Linked DNA regions of Ovis aries: region 1 is linked to region 2. The links are chromatin contacts, called in public Hi-C maps. All regions are on one chromosome and are shown on one strand. Each heading gives the region's core, a stretch centred on a gene start, on an enhancer-like site or on the middle of the called end of the contact. The rest is flanking DNA. Distances are from core to core; before and after follow the strand shown. Region 1 holds the start of ZRANB3 (zinc finger RANBP2-type containing 3). Region 2 holds the start of UBXN4 (UBX domain protein 4).

What was found. A called contact is a pair of places that touch in the nucleus more often than the background predicts.
Region 1: a Hi-C map of mixed tissues shows a contact between it and region 2, with 2.8 times the contacts expected there. The contact joins the promoter of ZRANB3 here to the promoter of UBXN4 in region 2. A contact is called at or near these places in 2 of 16 Hi-C or Micro-C datasets (blood and mixed tissues).

What each region holds. Positions count from the first base shown.
Region 1 is chr2:175,266,491-175,270,719 of ARS-UI_Ramb_v3.0, reverse strand. ZRANB3 (zinc finger RANBP2-type containing 3) reads right to left here and starts at 1,648. Exons shown (of 21, transcript XM_060410091.1): 1 at 1,595-1,648; 2 at 1-29. It overlaps R3HDM1 (R3H domain containing 1), which reads left to right and starts at 2,548. Exons shown (of 23, transcript XM_060410088.1): 1 at 2,548-2,709.
Region 2 is chr2:175,083,809-175,088,321 of ARS-UI_Ramb_v3.0, reverse strand. It overlaps UBXN4 (UBX domain protein 4), which reads left to right and starts at 1,532. Exons shown (of 12, transcript XM_060410068.1): 1 at 1,532-1,746. The coding sequence starts at 1,665.

The sequences.
Region 1 (4,229 bases), core at 399-2,898, 180 kb before region 2:
GACACTCTTGAAAGCACTTAACACCATTCCTGGCTCAGAGAAAACAGTCAATAAAATGAAAGCCATTAGTATTTATTGACTTGATTTACACTGGAAGCACTCATGACAAAAAAAAAATAAGCATCTTTAGAAGAACTTTCTGCTAAATTATAAGAAATTCCCAATTAGCATTAAAAAGAGGCAACACTTTGTCTGGAGGACCCAGAACACTGTTTTGCTGAAAAGTGTGATGACATTCCTGTATCTACCAGTATTACACTATAAAATTTACCATCTAGTTGATGTATTAACACCACTCATGAGTCTAGGACACAAACCTAACAGTGTTTGAAGTAGAAAAACAAAACAAAACAAAAACAGAAAATATGTTTAGTTTAGTCCACAGGTAGAATAAAAAAACTAGCAAAACATGACTAATGAAGATCTGACTTAGAGATAGAACAAGTAACCCTACCATTAATTTTGTTTGGCATCTGTCTTCCTCACTACTTTTGGATAAGGAGCCTGTCTTTTTGGCACTGCTCTTCCTAAATTTGGCATAGTGCCTGGTTGGCCTGGGTTTAATAGCTCAGTCTTGTCCGACTCTTTGCAACCCCATGCAGTGTAGCCCGCCAGGCTCCTCTGTCCATTGGATTCTCCACAAGAATACAAGAGTGGGTAGCCTGTCCCTTCCTTCTCCAGCGGATCTTCCGAGCCCAGGCATGAAACCCAGGTCTCCCGCACTGCAGGCAGATTCTTTACAGTCTGCGCCACCAGGAAGGCAGCATAGTGCCTAACACAGTATTAAATTCTCAATAAATATTTACAATATAATTTCTAAGACAAAGTCTCAGTGAAAGAAGAGAGAAAACTGAGTAAGAACTTATTGGAGAAAGTCTGTCAAAATGATGATGAAAGCCATCAGACTTGCGGAGGGAGTCCTGTTTTTGGACTTGCTGTGATAAGACGTCACAGCAAGTGGGGGGGACGACCTTGCCTGATACCACCTTCTGCATTTCCTTTGATCGATGAGTTACCCAAGGAACCTCAAAGGGAACGTTCAACGGTAAACACACACAACCTAGCACCCGAACAGGGGCACAAACAGGGCCTAGTGTGTTCAACTTGTTAGGCTTTTGGCTCCAACCCCTTTCTAATAATCTGTATTCATCAGGGTACTATAGTTGGCATTCTGTCGACACTTGTTTAATGTTTGCTTTACTAAAAAAAAAAAGTAATGCGACTATTCTCAAGTATCAATCATGAGCCCTTCTGCAGTTTTTCTTGGAACCAGCCTTTAGAAGTTGGTTTGCAAAAATGGGAAGACTTCGCTCAGAACTTCTGAGTTGGTTCCTTTTAGTCAAACTGAAGACGTGAAGGTTTTAGAGGCACACTCCCCAAATTTATGCGTGCAATCTAATACTTGGCAAGTCAAAAGACAAGTGAGACTCCGGGATTGACAAGGAGGCTGGAGAACGGCATCTTGGACTTTGAAACTACCCCCATCCCATTTTACCCACTCTTTCTTAAAATGCAATTAAATTCTGTTCGACTTCCTATCACTCACGCAAGAAACTACCAACTAGCCCGCCACGCCACTCCCGGACGACCACACCTGGTGTATCCGCTGCAGAATCTCCAACTCCCGCCACGGGTTTGGCCTGTGTCCGTCCCAAAGCGGAAGTGACTTCAAAAGGACAAACTGAAAGTAATAGAGTGCAAATAGCAGGAATCTAAAACCCCTACCACGTTCCGAGAAAATACTCTTCCCCGACTCCCTTTTCTAACTCTTCTCGCTCCTTCTATTAGGGTGGCGAAAAGGCTTCACCTCAGCCCTGAGGTTATTTCCCAGCCCCAAACTCCACATCATTCAGAAATATATTCTTTTTCATTGGCCGATGAGGCGGCGTGGGTATCCCCCATGAACTACAATTCCCGTCAGGCCCCGCGGGAAGCAAACTGAGGAAAGGATATGGGCGGGGACAAAGCATTTTGGGAGCTGTAGTCGGCTGCAAGCCGAAAAGGGTAATCACCCCGCCTTTCCCCATTGAGACTGGAGAAACCAGGTGTTGGTCTTAGAGCCCGTTACCGCTGAGAGGAGGAGCCAAATCCTTCAGCAGTATTCCCCACCTCCAACCACATGGAGGACGAAAATTTTCCTTTCCTCCTATAAAACAGTATAAATACTCCTGAGGAAATATAGTTGTCTTTCCAATACATCCAGGTCAGTAAAAATTCCCAGAACTCCCCCAACCTCAGGTTCCAACTCGTGGGAAAAGGTGGCTCTTTCTCAAGTGGGCAAAATGGCTGTCCTCCTAGGTTTATTATTGGTTGTCCTTTGCGTCCTTCAAGGGCGGATACTTACAGCCGATTGGCTCTTTTTCCTTTGAGGGTGGAGAAAGATTTGGCACGGCTCTCCCGCGGCCCGGGAGGAGATGAAGGGGTGGAGAGAAGGCCGTTTTTTGAGGTGTGATTGGATAATCCTCCTGCCACTCCAAGGATGTACATCCTATGATTTGTCGACTGCTCTCAAAGAGAACGAGGAGGCGGGGCTAGTGCGTGGTGGGAAGGGGCGGGATTCTGCCAGCCGCGGCTGCCGCTGGAGCCGGTGTCCGGGCTGGTGATGGGGTTAATTCCCTTTCGTAAGACTCCTACTTGCACCCACCCAGCCCCGCCGTCGCCCCGCCGCGCCGCGCTCCAACCGCCTCCTCCTCCTCCTCAGTAACGCGGGTAAGAGATGCCCTCCCCTCCCCCTCTTCAGCTCCCCGGGAATAACGCGCCTCCCTCCCCTCCCCCGCCCGCCAGCCGGTAGCGCTAACGGAGAAGGAGGCAGTCAGGGGAGAGATGTGATGTGTGAGAAGGTGGCCTTCCCCGCCGAGCGGTCGACGCTCCAGCCAGGGCCCCGCCAAGGTGCTGCTGCTGCCAGCCCCGCTGGGAGGTCGGGTTCTAAGGGAGCCCCGGCTCGCCTGGCCCGCCGCTGCGCCTGCAGCTGCATCTAGTACCTTGCGCCCACCGCCCCCACCCGGGGGCCATGTGAAAAGCAAAGCCCTCGAGGCCTAGCGGAGGAGACTGGGGAAAGGTTCCCGAGTCCCTGCTATGGCTGCTGCTGCTGTTCTTGCACCCCCAGGGACTGGGGAACCAACCACAGCAGGCCTGCCCGGAGCGGGTGCCGTTCGGGGCTCTGCTCTCCTGGGTGGCTAGCGCCCGTGCTCCAGGCTCCCCGGCCCACCCCGCGGCCGCTGCCCCCTGGCCTTGCATCCCGAAAATTTTTAGAAAGGAAATAAGACATTCCGACTGGTTGATGAGATGTTAGGTGGTACATTTTGCGTGTGGTACCAGAAAAAGCACAGTGGGAATATTGGAAAGAAAGTTGAATGACTGTCAGTGCCACAGACCTCGGGGATCAGATTTACACCCATCAGGGTTGAGCCTTCGGCTCTGCCCCCCAGATCCCTGTGTGTTTGAAGTTTTTTGTCGTTCTCTTTTTTGTTGTTGCTAGGTGCAGAGGAGAGTGCCTCTGTTCTTTGAGCTTGCTTTAATGCAGAAACAAACTGTTGAGGCTCTCAAGGTCCCGTGTATAATTGGGATAGCAGGTCAACTAAGTAAAAGGCGAAGAGGTGCTTGCTTAAATAGGAAGGCTTAATGAGTAGCGGATGGTTTTTATAATATGATTTTCCAGAGTAGAAAAAAAAATGTGTGTGTGTATATATATATTTGTATGTATATGAATATATATGCATTTATATGTATGTATATATATCACTCTTGAGATTATGGTTTGCATAACTGTAATCTGAAGAAACTGCTTTTAGCCTAAATGTCATTGATTACAAGAACTTTTGAATAACAAAAAGATGGTTCAAGTCGAACTGGCAGCCCACCTACTTGTAATGTTTGAAACAGTGAACTCTGTGCCATATTTTACATAGTAGGATACCAGTATGACTAGGTTAATTGGACACAGGGCTTGACAAAATTTGGTACATTTGGCCATACTTGAGAGGGATTTCTTTTTCCTCACGTGTTGATTGAGTGCTCATCTTTTCAGTCCTTGCTTTTTTGTCTGGGTGAATATGTCCTTAAATACTGGAGTCTGTGGACATGTTTGTAATCACAGGTAAAACCCTAGGCCCACTTCTGAGACTTACTTGTAACCAGCATAAACTAGGGTTCTGAAGAGATACTTGAGTTTTGACTGTGTTGGACCATTTTCTTTAGGATCTAAGAAGGCTCTACTGGCCTAATGATCT
Region 2 (4,513 bases), core at 283-2,782:
TCTGACACTGTTTCCACTGTTTCCCCATCTATTTCCCATGAAGTGATGGGACTAGATGCCATGATCTTCGTTTTCTGAATGTTGAGCTTTAAGCCAACTTTTTCACTTTCCTCTTTCACTTTCATCAAGAGGCTTTTTATTCCTCTTCGTTTCCTGCCATAAGGGTGGTGTCATCTGCATATCTGAGGTTATTGATATTTCTCCCGGCAATCTTGATTCCAGCTTGTGTTTCTTCCAGTCCTTTGTAGTGATCTCTAACCAACGACCTTACTCAAGGTCTGCGTTCAACCAAAACCTCCCCTCAGGTACACGCACTGTATATTATTACAGAAGGTGACTGTTGTATTTCTCTTCTTCAAGGTCGAGCTGATAAATTAAGTTCAGTAGAAACCAAAGCCTTGTAGTAAATCCCTACAAACCCCATTAAGTTTCATACCGAGAGACACCCATCCACAATAGCCACTAATCATAATAGAGAATTACATCGTCGCATAGAGTTCCATCCGGGGCGAGGATGATTTCCTCTTATTTAAGTTCTCAAAAAGAAGGGCATCTTCCGATGAGTAGCACCATTTCTCCTTCTCTTCGTAGACTGTGAAGCGGATCTCACGGTCGCCCCCTTAGCCGTACCGGCAAACCACAATTAACATTTCCTAAAATATTAACATTGTCAGACTTTATTTTGGGGGGCTTCAAAATCACTGCAGATGGTGACTGCAGCCATGAAATTAAAAGACGCTTACTCCTTGGAAGAAAATTATGAACAACCTAGATAACATATTGAAAAGCAGAAACATTACTTTGCCAACAAAGGTCCATCTAGTCAAGGCTATGGTTTTTCCAGTGGTCACGTATGGATGTGAGAGTTAGCCTGTGAAGAAAGCTGAGAATTCATGCTTTTGAACTGTGGTGTTGGAGAAGACTCTTGAGAGTCCCTTGGACTGCAAGGAGATCCAACCAGTCCATTCTGAAGATCAACCCTGGGATTTCTTTGGAAGGAATGATGCTAAAGCTGAAACTCCAGTACTTTGGCCACCTCATGTGAAGAGTTGACTCATTGGAAAAGATGCTGGGAGGTATTGGGGGCAGGAGGAGAAGGGGATGACAGAGGATGAGATGGCTGGATGGCATCACTGATTCGATGGACGTGAGTCTGAGTGAACTCCGGGAGTTGGTGATGGACAGGAAGGCCTGGCGTGCTCCGATTCATGGGGTCGCAAAGAGTCGGACACGACTGAGTGCCTGAACTGAACTGAACCGAAGAATATTAAAGGGACCAAGCCAAGACTACAATTCCCGTCATGCATCGCGAAGGCGCCACCGACGCCATTTAGCGATTAGTCATTCTTCCCTACGCCTCTTCCTATTTCCGAGACTGCAGCGCCTTGCGGCCTCGCGTGCGCGCGCACACTCCGACTTGCCAACGAGACAAGGCACAGGGGCGTGGCGCTTACGCTGACGTGTAGCGTCACGTGTCTCGGGGTGCGCCTCGCCTGCGCGTTCAATGGGCCGCTGACGGGCTTGCGCTCCTGTGCGGAGCCGGAGGCGGGGTGCGGACCGGCTGGGGCTGCGGGGCCCCCGGAGCTAGGCGACGGAGAGGGCGGGGCCAACTCCGGGACCGCGGCGACAACACACCGAGCGAGCGCCTCGGCCCGAGGGCAGCGATGCTGTGGTTCCAGGGCGCCATTCCGGCCGCCATCGCGTCGGCCAAGAGGAGCGGCGCGGTCTTCGTGGTGTTCGTGGCAGGTGAAGGAGGCGAGGGCCCGAGATGTGGCACGGACACCCCCTCCGGCCTACCTCCAACCCCAGGGGCCCCCAGCCTTTCCTCCGGGCCCCGAGAGGCCCGGCTGCCAGTCCCTGGCGTCTCAGCGCCTGCCCCGTCCGTTTGGAGTACACCTGGCCTGACCCCCACCGCTCGCTTTTCCCGGCCCCCCTGCGGGAGGCACGGTCCCGTCCTCGCCCCCAAAGCGCGCCGAGCCCCGCTGTCTCCCCGGTGCGGGGCGAGGGGACGGGTCGAGCAGGCCCTAGCCGCCCTGCTCGCGGTCGAGCCTGACTCCGCTCCGCCTGCGGAGTTGGACCGGCAGACCCCACCGTCGCCTCCTGGCGCCCCAGACGGAGTGCTCCACTTGGAGAGACCCACTTGGAGAGACTTTAACTCCCGTATAGTTAGTCTGTAGGTGAGGCGAGAGACGGGCCCTAAGACAGGCAGTTTTGCTTGTAATTAGTTGTGGACTTTCAGGAAGAAAGCTGTGTCATCGGTAATCAACAAAGAGAAACCACCTGATGTTTCACTGTTACTGGCTTTCGTGTTTTCCTGAAACGTAAACCTTTGAGGTCTATATAAATCGGATTTTTTTTTAATGCCATCGGAGTGAAGGATCTCATATGCAATAATTTGCAAGTGGAGTGTCTTTTAACCGTTTATTTAGAAGTAGACACACAAACATTGATTCTTTTTATTGTCTTCCTAGTATCATAGATACAGTTTTAGAATGTGTACTAACTCATCTATTCTGTGTTGCTCTGGGTTAGTTTGCTCCGTATTTTATTAGTGCAGTCTTCTAGATCTGCAGTACACTTGTGCCTCTGTGACGTTTTGCTGATCCTCATTACCTGAACCGAATTAGTATTTGCGACTACTGTTAATTTGAGGTGCATTATTTCAACTATTTGTGTTTAATAACGGTTTGTTCATTATTAACTATGGCTTGGAAGGCTCGGTAATAACCCGTAACTTTATGCACTGTAGTGAAAAGCAAGTTGCTGAAATATGAGTTTCACAACATTAAATTTGAAATTTTGAATTGTTTTAAATTATGGTAAAATTTTAACTCATTGCTGTTAATTAGAAGAGGTGGAGTAGTTCAGATTCTTTTATGCTGTTTTTTTAGAGTTATATTTCACATAATAAGTAACTGCTGTAAACCTATAAGAAAATAAGTGGATTAAAAAGAAAAGAAAGGGCTTCCCAGGTGGCTCAGTGGTAGAGAACCTGCCTGCCAATGCAGGAGACACAAGTTCAGTCCCTGATAGTGGAAGATCCCACATGCCCCGGAGCAGTTAAGCCCATGGGCCACAACTACTGAGCACACTCCCCGCAACTACTGAAGGCGCCCCCCCACCCCCCACCGGCCTAGAGCCCAGGCTGCGCAACAAGAGAAGTCAGCCAATGAGAAGCTTGTGCATTGCAACTAGAGAGCTGCCTCCACTCTTTAGGAAAAGAAAAGAAGCCTAAGCCCGGAGCAGCAAGGAAAACTCAGCACTGCCATAGATAAATAAAATCATAAGAAAAGGGAAAGGAAAATTAATGATACTGAATATGCTCATTAAGAGTGCAGTAATAGTTGTAACACCATTTTAAGTTGTGTTTTTCGCATATACTCTCAATTGATCCTGGACGTTGGTGGAATAGGGTTTATCATGCCCATTTTATCTATGAGGAAACTTAGGTCCACAGCGGCTAAGTGACAGACACCAGTGTCACAAAAAGAATATATATCTTTTCTTGACAGATTTATTTTTTTATCAGCTTCCAAAAAAGTGTCTTTTTTGTTTTTCCAGAGGAAAAAACAACCATTGTACAGACAGACGTTAGGTATACAACAGACCTTAGGTAGTTACTGAAATTGGTGTAGAAATCAGGAAATCTAAAGTCTTTATAGAATTTGTTACAACTTTTCTGTTTTGTGACCAGGGATGGGGCCCTCACCTCCTGCATTGGAAGAGGACAGGAGGAACTTTTCACCACTGGCCTGCCAGGGAAGTCCCCAGTAGTCATATTTTTAAACGGAAAGCACATTTGATCAGTGTCCAAAGGTTCCTTGAAGGCACTCTTGGACCAACCTGTTAATTTGAAAGAAATGCTAGGTTTAATTAACAAACATTTAGAAACCCATTTGGAAACAGTAGCACTAATTATTACAATAGAAAAATAAAGTTATAGGTCTTTGGGGCTTTGTGTCTATAATATATACCTTCTTCAATTTAAGTTTTTCTGATGAGCATGCATCATGTAACATGTTTTTAGAATATCAGTGACTGGTGAATGTTTGGAGGAGGACTATTAGCCCTCTGTGGAAGGAGTCGCTTCCACATCACTTGCCGCATTCTAATACTGTTACTTTCTCTAGAGTTTTAGGAAGTTAAATACCAAGACTGGGTAGAGTGTGTAGACAGTGCAGTCATGAAATTGCAACACTTATAGGTTGCTTAGACCTTTATTCTTTTTTTTAAAATGTATTTATTTAGTTGTGGCATGCAGATTTTTTAGTTGCTGTATGTGGGATCTAGTTCCTGATCAGGGATCGAACCTGGGCCCCATGGATTGGGAACATGAGTCTTAGCCACTGGACCTGCAGGGAAGTCCCTAGACCTTTATTCTTGACTTTGAAGAATATAGTCAGAACTCATGATTTTCTTAAATCTGAGGCCTTGACAGTAATGTGCCAACTCACTGGAAAATTAAAAAGATAGCTTTATAGTTGGAAGGAGTGGTCATAAATGTATACTTTGG